2 separate regions of the Lactuca sativa genome follow, and region 1 is linked to region 2. The links are chromatin contacts, called in public Hi-C maps. All regions are on one chromosome and are shown on one strand. The core of a region is the stretch at or near the end of the contact, and the rest is flanking DNA. Distances in the headings are between cores, read along the strand shown.

Region 1 (6,832 bases), core at 2,500-4,999, 420 kb after region 2:
TATGGGTTGAAAACCTGATGTACTCACCAGGTTTTCCAACCTGACCCACTCAATTTATTTATATAACAGGTGCCGATACGAAGATCCATTACACCGACAGATTAAAGGATATGTAAATCATTAGTGTAAATGAACGTAATGTCTGTTTATGCTTATGGTTCTGTATTGACGATGACATCCCAAATTCTCAATACAAAAAAATACATTTCTTCGGAAATGCTTTGATAAAATATTTATCATGTTTTCTGGGAACAAATTCCTCAATATTATTCTCCAAAAAGGATACTCTGATTTTTTAAATAAGCATAAACAAATCGGTCTTTTCTTGCCGTGAAATTGGGGATGTCACAAAATTGGATCCACATAAGTGCCAACATCTATACTCAGATATGAGATAGTATCAACTGAATGCAGACATTCATACCCATTAAGTTGTCACACTCTACAACTACAAGTCTTCTTGTCTAGGTCAACAACATAGGACACAAGTTAGTTTCTAATTACAATTAGGAGTGTAAATATTAGAAAGTACCTTTGAGTTCTTTTTAGTTTATTGAGTAGGAGTGTAATTATTAGGCAAGGTTTGTAATCAAGCTATGTACTACCTTTGATCTTCAAATTGTATAGCCTCTCCATAACATATAATCTAATCTTTTATAACATGGTGATGATTGGATTTTTCCTTGCATCCCTAATCACATTGTTAAAGCTCTTAGATAATCCATTCTCCACTGCATCATACATCCTTCCCTTTTGAAATAATGCTCCACTCCAAGATTTGGGGTTTGATTCCATGAGGTATGCAAAGGCTACAGGGTTAAGCAGTTCAATCTCCTTCATGGCAACATTGAATAAAGGCATAGTTGATACCTTGATTGCCTTCCAAAACTTGGTCTCATAGTGTACACTAATGAATCTTTTCCTAAAGTTGGCAACAATATGCCTTGTATAATGCGTATGGGGAGTGAAGGTGGGTTACACCTTATCCCTCATCGGCTTGGAAGGAGAACGAAACATTTCCTCATAAGGGGTGTAGATACCTTCCTTGTTCATAGGAATGAACTCATTAGGTTCAGTGTCAACTTACATGCCAATGCCATCATCTTGATCACCTTGCAAATCATCCCTATTACCTTGCAAATCCTCCATATCACCTTGCAAATCATCCCTATCACCTTGTAAATCCTCCATATCACCTTGAAAATCATCCATGCCAATGCCAACATCCATACCACATTACACTTCTTCATAAGCTTCAATTACACCAGATAATTCGTCAAAAGCACCGCACACTTCAACTTGCTCATCAATAATCCATTAATGTACATTAACACCAAGATGATCCATGTACACAAGAATTACACAACCAGAAGCATACCCTACTTCGATGAATTCCATGTAGTCCATGCCAGTAGCTATTATCCTCAATCCATCAGGGAACTCAATATCTAACATGCAAAAATAAAACATTCATGCACCTCCCATTCGCGAATCTTTGAAGGAAGTCCACAAACTCATTCTTGTCCATTCCAGCAAAATTGGCATCATCAAACATTTGCTCCCCTCCATTTGAGTAAGTAATTGTGGGGTACCTTGTAAAAATTCTGGAAATATGTAGATCTGTCTTCATGTAAACGGTCATAGCAACAATCCACGATACACTTTCCCGATTTGAAAGAAGAATGGTTTAAAAAAAAAGGATTTGTGCCAAGAACAGTTGCACAAAGGATATGAGGAAAAGGTAAAAGAAGAAAGACGACGAAAGGGACAGTTGAGTAATAAGTCCAAACGTTTATTAGGTCTTTTACTCACACCAACGTGGCAAATGAGTTGGAATTGTTTTATCTACATGGCAATTATGTGGCATTGGCAATCAACTGATTAGGATGGGTGTCACCGGGTGACCCCTTCAAATTTTCCAAAATGACCTTTTAAAATGGTAAAACATGAGTCCGTGCCCTTCAAATGCAAAAAATAGTCATGAGGGGTCATTTAAAATAATACACTAAAGTTTGTTGGGCTACAATGACAATAACCCTTTAAAAAATAATGTATTTGTTGGTTGACCTGGTTTGAAAAATTACTTTTGTAAGTTTTTGTCACAATAATACTTTTGTGAGTTTTTTTAATTACGTAATTACAACATTTTCATAAATGATTGCATGATTGATGTTAGAAACATCGTTTTAAGTAAGTTATGTATTTTTTTTAAAAGAAATTTTTAAAAACATTTAAGACAACAACTCAAATAACTCATATAAACTTGTAAATCTTCGAGCAACTCAAATAACTCATCTAAACTATTACATAGCAACTACTTCATCGACTTGTACCATACACATTGCATGTTGTATGGTTCCAACCGGAAAACCGGCACCAATATACACCTAATGGTCCGGTCGACGGTCCATTGATTTCTTCCCAACCTGTTGCGTTTCCGAACAGGTTCCAGTTCCGGTTCGGTCAAAATGCTAAACCCTACGTGGCATCACTTAAATTCTTAAAAATATTTCACTTTTTTTTACCAATTTATGCCACAATTTTTAGCTTTTACCAATTTTATAACAATGTGCCATTTTTTACCAATTTATTCAACTTATGCAAATTATGCGCCCTTCTTCTAACCGGTTAAAAAATGTCCAATATTGCATCTTTTGTTCCTATAATATATCTTTGTTGCATATTTCGTATTAAGCACCACTATGTTGCATAAATTGAAAAAAAAACATAAAATTTTGTTGAATAAATGTTCATCTAGCCCTTATTATATTCATTAAATTGGTAACTAAAGCTTCAAAATTTGTTGATAAACAAAGGGACATCATAACAAGAATAGTGAAACTAAAATGATGTGTAACATTAAAAAAAAACTTATATAACATAGAATATGAGGATCTTGCAAGACAAAAATCAGTGATATCAATATTATGACAATGGACAAATAGGTAATTTGAGCTCCAAATTTTGCCAAAAGTAGAATAATTGCAATTTTCATGGGAAATCACAGTAAAGACATTGTTACAAGTTTTATGAGATTGAGGAAATAGATTGTTCTCTTTCTTGCGAAAAACAAAAATCTTGCCTAATTTGAACCGTTAAATGCAAGATATAGCAATTTATTTTTGTTGATTTCTTTATTATAGCATCATACTTTGGTTTCTTCCTATCAAACCATTGTATTTCAAAAGATCTAATCAACTATACCAATATCATCCAAACTACAAAGCAATGAAATAGTTTGAAAGTATAAATAATATTATACTTGCATAGAGACTAGATCATCCGTAACAAGAATAATGAAAGGTTCTTTTTCAAGAAGATAATCAAAAGAGTCAGAAGTATGAACTCAGGTTCTTTTTCAGTTTTCATCTCCATTTTGCACTTCCATGGCTTCAATGGAGACTTAACTGTAGAGCTTAGTGAATCCAGCTGCTCATACCTGCAAAGAGTCGAAGGAGGATAATGCATCTTTTGTTCATCATCTTAATTACGAAACAAAAAACTAGGTTTTCAACAAACAAATATGATAGGGAAAAATGAACAAGGTAAATATTATTAATTTATTTAGTAGTAAATATGATTGGGAAAGATGGATAAGGTAAGGAGATCGGATATGGTGGGGTTTGATGATCCCAACGTGCAACAGCTACCACAACTTTTAGCTTTCACTATCCATTTATAACTTCAAAACAACAAAAAGAAAAATAATAATAATAACAAAAAGAAATAAGAACAGAAAAAACCCACCGCCTCTCAGCTTCTCTCCGCCTCACCGGAATCACCTCCTCCAGCTTTTCGCCGGCGGACTCCGTCATCTGTGGGCTCTGCGTCTTCGCATTTGGCGTCGCCGGTCACCAATCGCATAGCTCGTTATCTTGTAACTTGTAAGTCATCTCTTCTTTATTTATATTTTTTTCTTCCACTCACAGGTTAAGTTATAATTTATGATATTTAAGTTAACTAAAAAGTTAAATCAAGTGATCTCCTTTATGACTTTATCAGCATTTTATATTATATAAATAGTTTTAAAGTATATTATGTTGAATATAATATTAGTATTTTGTTATATCTAATGTTAAAAAGGAAAAACCTGAGAAACAGAGATAAAAATCCGTTCATCTTCTCCTATCATGTAAAACCAAATAAACTTAAAGTAGACAAAAAAAAGACCCTAATATAATGGGCTTCTACCTTAATAAATGAAAATGACTTTGCCACATGTCCTCTTCTCATTTATTTGAACACATGGCATTTTCTAGAAATTATAAATTTTTCTATTTTCCACTTGTCATTTTATTGTATTTTTGATTTTATCAAATTAAAATCTACATTTAATATATAAGGTAATATATATATAAAGTATTTATTAGAAAATGGTTTATATATGTAATGTATCTAATGCATTAAAGTCTCATTAATTTTAATAACTCAAAAAATTTCTTATTTTTCTTATAAATTTAAAGTTTTCAAATTGTTAAAATTTTATATTTAATTTTTTTTAAATAAACCCATGTAATACATGGGTCTCACACCTAGTTACTTATAATAAATGGCATTATAAACTGAAATAAAGTTATTGCAAATGAGAAGTTTATATATATATATATATATATATATATATATATATATATATATATATATATATAACATTTTTTTTCTACTTATTGTATAAATGTAAGAAAAAAAATGGTAAATTGCTATTTTTTTAAGGCATGGTGGACATTGTATTGAATCAATATATTTGCATGAAGTGGGCCGGTTAGTTTGTTTATTTTATTTAAAATGGTATTAGAAAAAAAATCATTTTATAAGGTTTGACATTTGTCATTAGATTGGTGAATATTAAAGAACAATTTGAGTTGAGTTTCACTTGAATAAGGTTTGACATTTATCATTATGGGTTATTCTTCACGGTAAGCCAAAATGACAATAAAGTTTGAAAATTTGGGTTTTCCAACTAATTTATGAATTTTCAAATTTTAGACTACTTTATATATAAAAATGTTAATTTTATAGAAAAGCTTTAATTTTCTGATATTTTTTGTTTAAATATAAACATTTTTTAAAAAATTCAAAAACCTCATATTTTTCTATTATTCTCATTCGGATTTGTTAGCAGGTTTACCGTAAGTGGCAGTTTTTTATTTCGAAAAAACCCAACTATTGACTTCAAAAAACTCTAATGTTGGACAAAAAAATAAATTGACTAGCTTTTTCACTAACTTAATTAACTCCATATTTTTCACTGTACAATTATGCTCAATGTCATCTTAAACATGTAGTGCTTTAACAAATATATGGAATCAATTCTAATAAGTAAATGTTTATTTTACGATCTCATATTCTTATTTAATTTGTCAAATGTCATTTTATAGTTATTTTGAAATAATTTTTTTTCCACTTGTCATTTTATGAGTTTTTCTATTTTATTGAATTCAACATAATATTTTAATGTAATGATTGCAATAAATATAATAATAAAAGGATATCAATATTAATAAACATAGTTTTTAATTTCAAAATTTACAAATTAGTTGTTTAAGTTTAAAAGATAAAAAACATTTCAATTATGATAATTCATTGTTTTTCTTATTTTCTTATAAATTCAAAGTTTTTAAATATTTTGATCTTTATATTTAACTCTTTTTTTTTTAAATTAACTCATGTAATACATGAGTCTTACAACTAGTTATAAATAAATTAAATCCTCCTAATAAATGACAATAATTTTGTCATTTGTCATCCTCTTACATATTATGTCACATGTCATTTTGTAGTAAATTTAGTTAAATTATATCCATGTGTCATTTTGTGGGTTTTTCCATTTTATAAAATTTCATATAATACTTAAATGTAATAAATGTAATAATAAATGTATATCCAATTCAATAATGCAACTTTGCTTATAATTTCTAAATTTCTAAATTGAATCTAATTATTTTAGTTGTTTATTTATTTAAGGGAAGTGATTCGTACACAACAGTTTTTTGTCATACACATAAGCACTTCAATTTTAATAATTATTATTTTACTTTTTGTTTCTTATAAATTTAAATTTTCTAAATTGTTAGATCTTAATGTTTGTTTATTTTTTTTTAAATAAACCTATCTAATACATGTCACAAGTCACAACTAGTATATATTAAAACTCACACCAATCAACAAAATAAGGAATTACAAACTCTTTAACTACTCTTGCAACCATTATTAACGTAATCACCATTGTTGGGACAATCCCTTATAGATATGGAGGTTAAGGAAACCAAATCTTCTTCAGGATATGGTAAACCTCCTTGGATTTTTAAAGGAAGGCAAGTGATATATATCCTACTATATATGATCAATTTCTCTTTTAATTATTTTTTTTTTTAACATTTAAAAAGAGCAACTATATTTATTTATTACTCCCTTCACAGTGCCTTGTACCAGTTTCATCTAGTGAAAGCAGAAATTGCAAAGGCTGTCATACCTAAAGAGTTCAAATTAGTTGAAGCGTTTGGGTATTTCCACAATTTCATGAATGAATAGTTGGATTTTCATGTCACATTTACATTAAAAATAATTGATCAATGCATATGATAATTGTATGTTTATTATGCCTAAAGATACACTCTAGGAGGTTTCTTTCTTGCAAACTACAATGAGAGCCCAGTTGGAAGCTTCGATGAGGTTCTTTTTCTTCTATAAACTATATCAAATCACACCCCAAGTGGTTGATGCATATATAATTAGACAACTGCATTGTTTTATTCGAGTCCATTGTTTTACATTGACAACGTTTTATTCAGCTTGTTGTGATCTCAGGAATTGTCTGGAACCCACCAATATCTCA
Region 2 (6,846 bases), core at 893-3,392:
CATTTTTGTAACTTTCTCTTACACAAGGACCATTTCTGTAATTTCGTCTATTTCCTACAGAAAGACCATTTTTCATTTCTGTAATTTCATCTATTTCCTACAGAGGGACCATTTCTGTATCTTAAAACGGGATCATTTTTGTAATTTTGTTATACAGGGACCATTTCAGTAAAAAAATTCTCTCACAGGGACCATTTCTGTCATTTTGTCTATTTGAAAACTATAGGGACAAAAAGTGCATTTCACTAAAGAAAAAAAACTGAAAGAAACCTTTTTTAAAGGTCAAGAAGAAAGAAAGAAAAAATTAAGATGATATTAACAAACCTTAGCTGAGATTCAGTGGTGTTACTGCAGTCTGAAAATAGCACTTTAATCATAGGGTAGATATTGATCTTGGGAATCGATACCATTTCATCCATACAATCCCCAAATGAGCACCATGAATTAGGGTTTATCAGAACAATTTGCAACATTGGAGATCTTGTTTGCAGATTTCTAACCACTGTTCTGAATGAGAGTTCATCTTTTGCACTTTCCAACAACTGGCTACTGAACATCCTCTCTAAACTGTATTTCCTGCAAAGATTCATCAAACCACATAAAAATCATGATCTAAACCTAAAAAGTAATAACATAAAGATATAAAATTTACCTAAAAAGGTCATTTGAACCTCCAATTGGTAGTGAAGTAGATATGAAACATTTGAACAAGTGAACACTATCATTCAATGGGAAACCATCAAGATTATCATGTGGGAATGCTCCAAGAAGACATGAGCAATTAGGACATGAGATTTCACTCCATTTTATGTCTTTTGAAAGATATGGAGATGTGACCATGAAGCTATTTCCAAGAAGACCATTGAGGAGACTAGTTTTGTTTGCTAGTAACTCATTTGTATCAAGTGTTTCCTCTTCATGTTCATGAACATGGACACATTCATGATCATGGAGTTTTTCATTTTGACTACCATGATCAACATTCAGCTTTTTAAAGCTGTTATTCAAAGAATGAAGAGATTTGTGTTCTTGGAGTTTAATTTTGTCAGGAAATGTATGTCCTATTAAGTCATCTTTGGAGATGACAACAGAGGTAGCATCCACTAGGCACATTCCTGATGAACATGTGTATGAGTTGGCATATTTTGCTACAAGTTTCTCACTTACACCCCCAAAAGAACAGCAACAAGTCCCAAACCAGTTATCAGCTGCCTCACGCCAATTAACAGATGGCATTTCCTTGAAAAATCTGTGTATATGATTCGGATTCACTATTAGGTTAACTATTAGAAAGTGTTATAGAATGACTCAAAGAATGAATGTAGAAGGTATGGTGTTAATGGGGAGAGAATCCTACTGAACAGCTCTTGTTAACTTGGTAGAGCAACCTCTGCAATAAAACTGCACCTCTCCACAAGAAGCCAGCTTCTTAAGATCTGAATTCACAAAGTTCAAATGGATAAGAATGAAATACAAGAGAAACACGAAGTGCACATTGGAAAAGAAGATAGTGTGAAGGATAAATGATATGCAGAAGAGGAATAAGATGAAATGTTCTAAGTAGCTTTGCACACCATTACAGAGTACCATATACCGGTTCTTTGTTTGATGCAATATAACTTTAGTGCTGGTGAATAATGCTAAGAGCTAAGATGCCAATGAATGCTGAAAATCAAAAATAAAAAGAACATATTTGCATTACCAGAATCCAATTGAAGAGGTTGAAGTTCATCATCTTCCAATTCATTCTCATCACCAGCTTCAAAATCAAAATTCGATATAATCGGGTGGTCGACGGGAAGAATCAGAACAAATTTAACTTCGATGTGATCATCCAGTACTCGCAAATTAATAGGCGAATCAACATCGATCAAGACCCTAGGAATCGGAACCCAAAGTGACGCTGCCGTCGCCGGTGACCCTACTTGATTTTTGTCGAGCCAAGTAACTTCGAGTAGAGATTTATCCGATAAAATAGTCACCTTCAAATCGGTGCATTGAGATGAGGGTTTGGTGTTGGGGTGAAAGAGGTATAACCGGATAATGGGGACGTGAGAATTGGATTCCCATGTGAACCTCCATTTTCTAGGGTTTTTAGTGGCGGGAAGAAGTTCAGAAATGCTCATTTCTGGTAAAACTAAAACCCTCCCTTTATTGGAGGACTTGAATGTATAGTATTGATGATGTTGATATTTCAACTATCTACCTTGTTTATTCACTTCGTGACACTTTTGCCCCTCCATGATATTTCGTGTATGCATTCGATAGTGTTTGAAAAAAAGGAAAATTCATTAAATTCATTAAACTAAGCATTACAAACAAAACCTTTGAAAAAATAACCATTATTTTTTACTTTTTGAAAAATAATTGCTTACTTCGGAATATATATATATATATATATATATATATATATATATATATATATATATATATATATATATATATATATATATATATATATATATATATAGAGAGAGAGAGAGAGAGAGGTTGGTTCAATTTAGAAAATAAAAAAGATTGAGAATGGGGGAATTATTCTCAACCATTCATTTTATATAAACATAAAAACACACGGTGGCAAACTTGTAAATATGATAACAACCTTCAATCTCAAATACGTATCTATAGAGAATTAGATTACAGTTCAAACTCATTCATAGTTCATCATCCAAATTTATTCTCCAACTTTCAACAATCATTCAGATTTCTTCAATTAAACGATCATCAACATCATCCAGTGCTAATCAATCATCGATCTTCGTTAATAATCAACACGATTCAACAGTTAACAACAAAAATTCGTTTTTGGTTCTCTTAATTCAACCTTCAATTGTGCTTGAATACGATCAGATCTTCAACATCTATGATTAATTATACTCACAGCGTTATTAGATCAACATCATCGATAATCAACAAAAATTCACTTCATATCATTCATTCAACATCGATTATCAAATAAAACTTCAAAACTGAGGTTAGAAAAAGACCAAATCGTTTTTTTTTTTTTTTTTTTTTTGAAAAATTTCATATAATTCTCTATCAATCTACTCTTTTGTAAGATTTAAATAGTCAAAATATCATGTTTTTAACATTTTTAGAAAAAGTTACATTGTATGCACTCCAACTGTTTGATGAAATGCATAAACTAAATTACCATGTTATATTCATATATGAATATATTTTCTCAGTATATGATTATTAAAACAAAAAAACAAATATACAAGTCTGTATGTTATTCATATGTGAATAACATATAAAAATTATATATATTTGTGAAAATACCTTGTAATATTCATATATGAATATACTGTGTAATATTCATATGTGAATATACTGTGTAATATTCATATTTGAATATACTGTGTAATATTCATAAGTGAATATATCATCTAATATTCACAAATGAATATACTATGTAATATTCAGATATGAAAATATTATCTAATATTCATAAGTGAATATACCATCTAATATTCACAAGTGAATATACTATGTAATATTCATAAATGAATGCATCGTCTAATATTTAAATATGAATATACTATATTTATTATATGCTATATTCATATATGAATTATACTTAAATTGAAAAAAAAAATCATAGTTTTTATTCATAACTGAATAACGAATGTACTGTAGTAAAAACCTGATTCATTTTTATTCACTTATGAATAACGATAGCTGAAAATATAAAAAAAAAATAATAATTTTTTTATTTTATCTTAAAACTATATCAATATGGATGTCTATTTGTAGAGAATAAAAAATCATGATTTTTTGTATATTTAAAATCATTTTTCGATAAAAATAGCTTCTTAAAAATTAAAAAAAAAAACGAAAAAACTATGTTTTTGTATATATTAAGGTAACGATTAGCATAGTTTAAGGAAACATGTTTTGTTGGAAAACACATGTCTATTCCTTTCCCATTTCTGCTGGTACGACGGAGGCTTTTGCGGCAAAAATAAATGAGTGGCTGAGAATGATTCCCCTATTCTCAACCTTTTTTTTCTCAACTGAACCCTCATATATATATATATATATATATATATATATATATATATATATATATATATATATATATATATATATATATATTAAAGTTCTGAAGAATTGTAACAGTATATTTGGAGCAGATTTGTCTCTTTTGGTCCCTTAGATCGTCTGTTTATTTCCTTCTGATCTGTTGATTTCCTTCTTTTTTTAGGGGTCCTTTAGGTCATTTTTAAAATGGAGATGCATACGTAAGTTCTATCTGTACTTCACCGAGTTATTTGTAAAAATGGGGCAGTTTTTTTAAAAAGGTTGGTAGAAATGGGGTTGTTTTGAATGCCTTTGTAGAAATGGGGCTGCTGGCTCACTAAATCAATTCATATTGAAATAAAGGATCCCTCACAACTTACAACAATAGTCCAAGGTTTTTTATAATATGTTAAAACTTTATCCTTTTATATACTTTTTTCTGCATTTTTACTACATCTTATTATATTTACGTAAATATTAAATATACAAAATAGTTCATAAAAATATTCAACATTGACCCTTATTTTATGAAATATGTTACCACTACATCTTGTTATATTTTTTTATTTGTATTTTGTAGAGGTGTAATGCAGTTCATTGCAATACCACTATACTTTCTGAAAAGTTGCACTGTTCTGTTGAATGTAAGGTCAATACACACCCTAATTGGCAATTGTCTCGCTCCTCGTAATGCATTGTTCATACTCTCATAGATATTAGTAGTTAAGAAACCCCATCGGTGATTTTCATCATATAAAAGACACCATTGTTATGTTTACTTTCATACACCCTAAACTCTCTATTTTGACTGATAGACCAAAGTATTACTGCATTTTTCACCTACTGCTTACTTTCAAATTGCATTCCTAACCTAATTTTGTTTTCTGTTTCCTTCCAAACATCTATATGAACGTTGTCCTCTAAATTTTCTACGACATCATCTCCTATATTTCCAACATCATTCATAAAGTCTACAACGAGATTGTCACTCACATCATCTGATTCTTCCTCAATATGGCTTAGTGACTCGCTACTGCATTCTGAGTTGGGATCATCAAATCCAAACTCATTATTTGGCTCAAATCTATCATCACTCGACAAAGGAAATGGTACTTCAAAATTACGAAGGAGATCTACCAAACTAATATTTGTAGGTATCACTATTTTCTCAATTTCAACACAAACTTGACCCCAATAATTTTCATCAGTCTCAGCTAAATAATACAACATGTCTAAGGTTGAATCATTTATAAGTGGTGCAATATTAGATCTCCGAGAATATTGGTAACATAATGACATATTCAACTTATATGAAGATTTTTTGACTCCAACAAGTGCATAAACCAAATCTTGAAATTGTTCGTACCGTATTTTTTGCCTAATAATGTCTGAAGCAGACACAATTGATTCGTCGCCCTTGATGATTCCATTCTCATATTCAACATTGTCATCCCAATAGAGAGTAATCATAAATGGACGATTTAGAGCCATGAATATAACTGCAAGACAAATCATATGATAACATATGCAAATTAGTATCATATATATAGCGTTTTGACAAAAAATATGCAAAAATATTTAGAAATTATATATACCTTATGTTAAATATATGAAAGAACTAATCATGTAAATATTATGGAAGCATGAAAGACTGAGAATGTATAATTGCGTGGAAACAGTTTTGTAAGAATGATGAAGAACCTTGGCTCGTAAGATCAAATTTATAGCATCAAAAAGAACAATAAAATCAATTAAAATTTTTAGACATGACAATTCATGCAGCTTTAGCTTTTATGAGATTTCAATAAATAGTGACATTTTATTTTGGATAGAGTGTTTGCTTTTACAGATTCAGTATTTGATTGGACAAATCATATATAAATGTTACTATTTATTTTTTAATTTATATGATTCTAACAATATTTATACGTTAATTGTATTTGTATAATTGAAATAGTATATAATATTCTAAAATTTTGGAATATAAATGAGATCGTTTGTGTAGTAAGAACAATTAAATGCTATATATAAAATATAATAATAATTTAATAATATATTTAAGCTACAAAAATTAGGTAAATATAGAAAAAAAATATATAAAAGGATAAAATTTGAACATATAATAAAAAAGAAAGGACCATTGTTGTAAGTTGCGAGGGATCCTTCATTTCAATATATATTTATGGATTTATTCAGTGGGTCGGGAGCCCGTTTTTACAAAGACATTTAAAACAACTCTTATTTCTACCAACCTTTTTGAAAACTGCCTCTTTTTTACTAAAAACTCGTACTTCACCACCCGTGTAATCCAATCGGATTAAGATCAGTGTCATTAGCCAATTTCATTTTGTCTCTGTTTCCCACCGCTTATTTTAGCTTTCTCCACATCGCCGCTCGAATCGATCCTTCCAGTTTCAAAAGAAGCGACCATCTCCCTCTCCGTCACCGGCACCCCAGTTTGCTTTCTATGGGCGTTGGTATTGGTGGTGATCGACGAGCAGGGGTCTCTACCGGAACCGCCGTCGTTGACTTCATTATAGTATTGAGTTACGATTTTGTTGGTTGTGCAGATATTAGAAGGAGTCGGAAGGAAAATCAACATTGTTGCTGCCACCACTCTCGTCTAGCATGTGTTTAACGGAGGTTATTAGGTCGGTGTCAAACATCTTTGTTCCAATCAATTAGTGCTTCCTCGGTTTTGCATCGACTGATGCTTCGTCATCTACATCCAACTGAACAGATGTTGTCTCCGGTCTTCAATCTGTAGGGAAAAATAGGTTACGTAAACAACTACAAATCAGAAACCTGCAACTCTTTTATGGT

Evidence for each region. Hi-C and Micro-C count contacts between places; a contact is called where the count stands out from the background.
Region 1: a Hi-C map of leaf shows a contact between it and region 2, with 3 times the contacts expected there. The contact joins the promoter of LOC111913122 here to the promoter of LOC111912397 in region 2. A contact is called at or near these places in 2 of 4 Hi-C or Micro-C datasets (both in leaf).

The regions. Positions count from the first base shown.
Region 1 is chr4:324,226,991-324,233,822 of Lsat_Salinas_v11, forward strand. It overlaps LOC111913122 (protein NEOXANTHIN-DEFICIENT 1), which reads left to right and starts at 3,750. Exons shown (of 11, transcript XM_023908850.3): 1 at 3,750-3,884; 2 at 6,245-6,311; 3 at 6,417-6,500; 4 at 6,606-6,669; 5 at 6,789-6,832. The coding sequence starts at 6,247. It overlaps LOC111913123 (a long non-coding RNA gene), which reads right to left and starts at 3,887. Exons shown (of 2, transcript XR_002857430.3): 1 at 3,748-3,887; 2 at 3,235-3,439.
Region 2 is chr4:323,803,973-323,810,818 of Lsat_Salinas_v11, forward strand. LOC111912397 reads right to left here and starts at 2,143. Exons shown (of 5, transcript XM_023908131.3): 1 at 1,703-2,143; 2 at 1,358-1,436; 3 at 653-1,249; 4 at 325-576. The coding sequence starts at 2,126.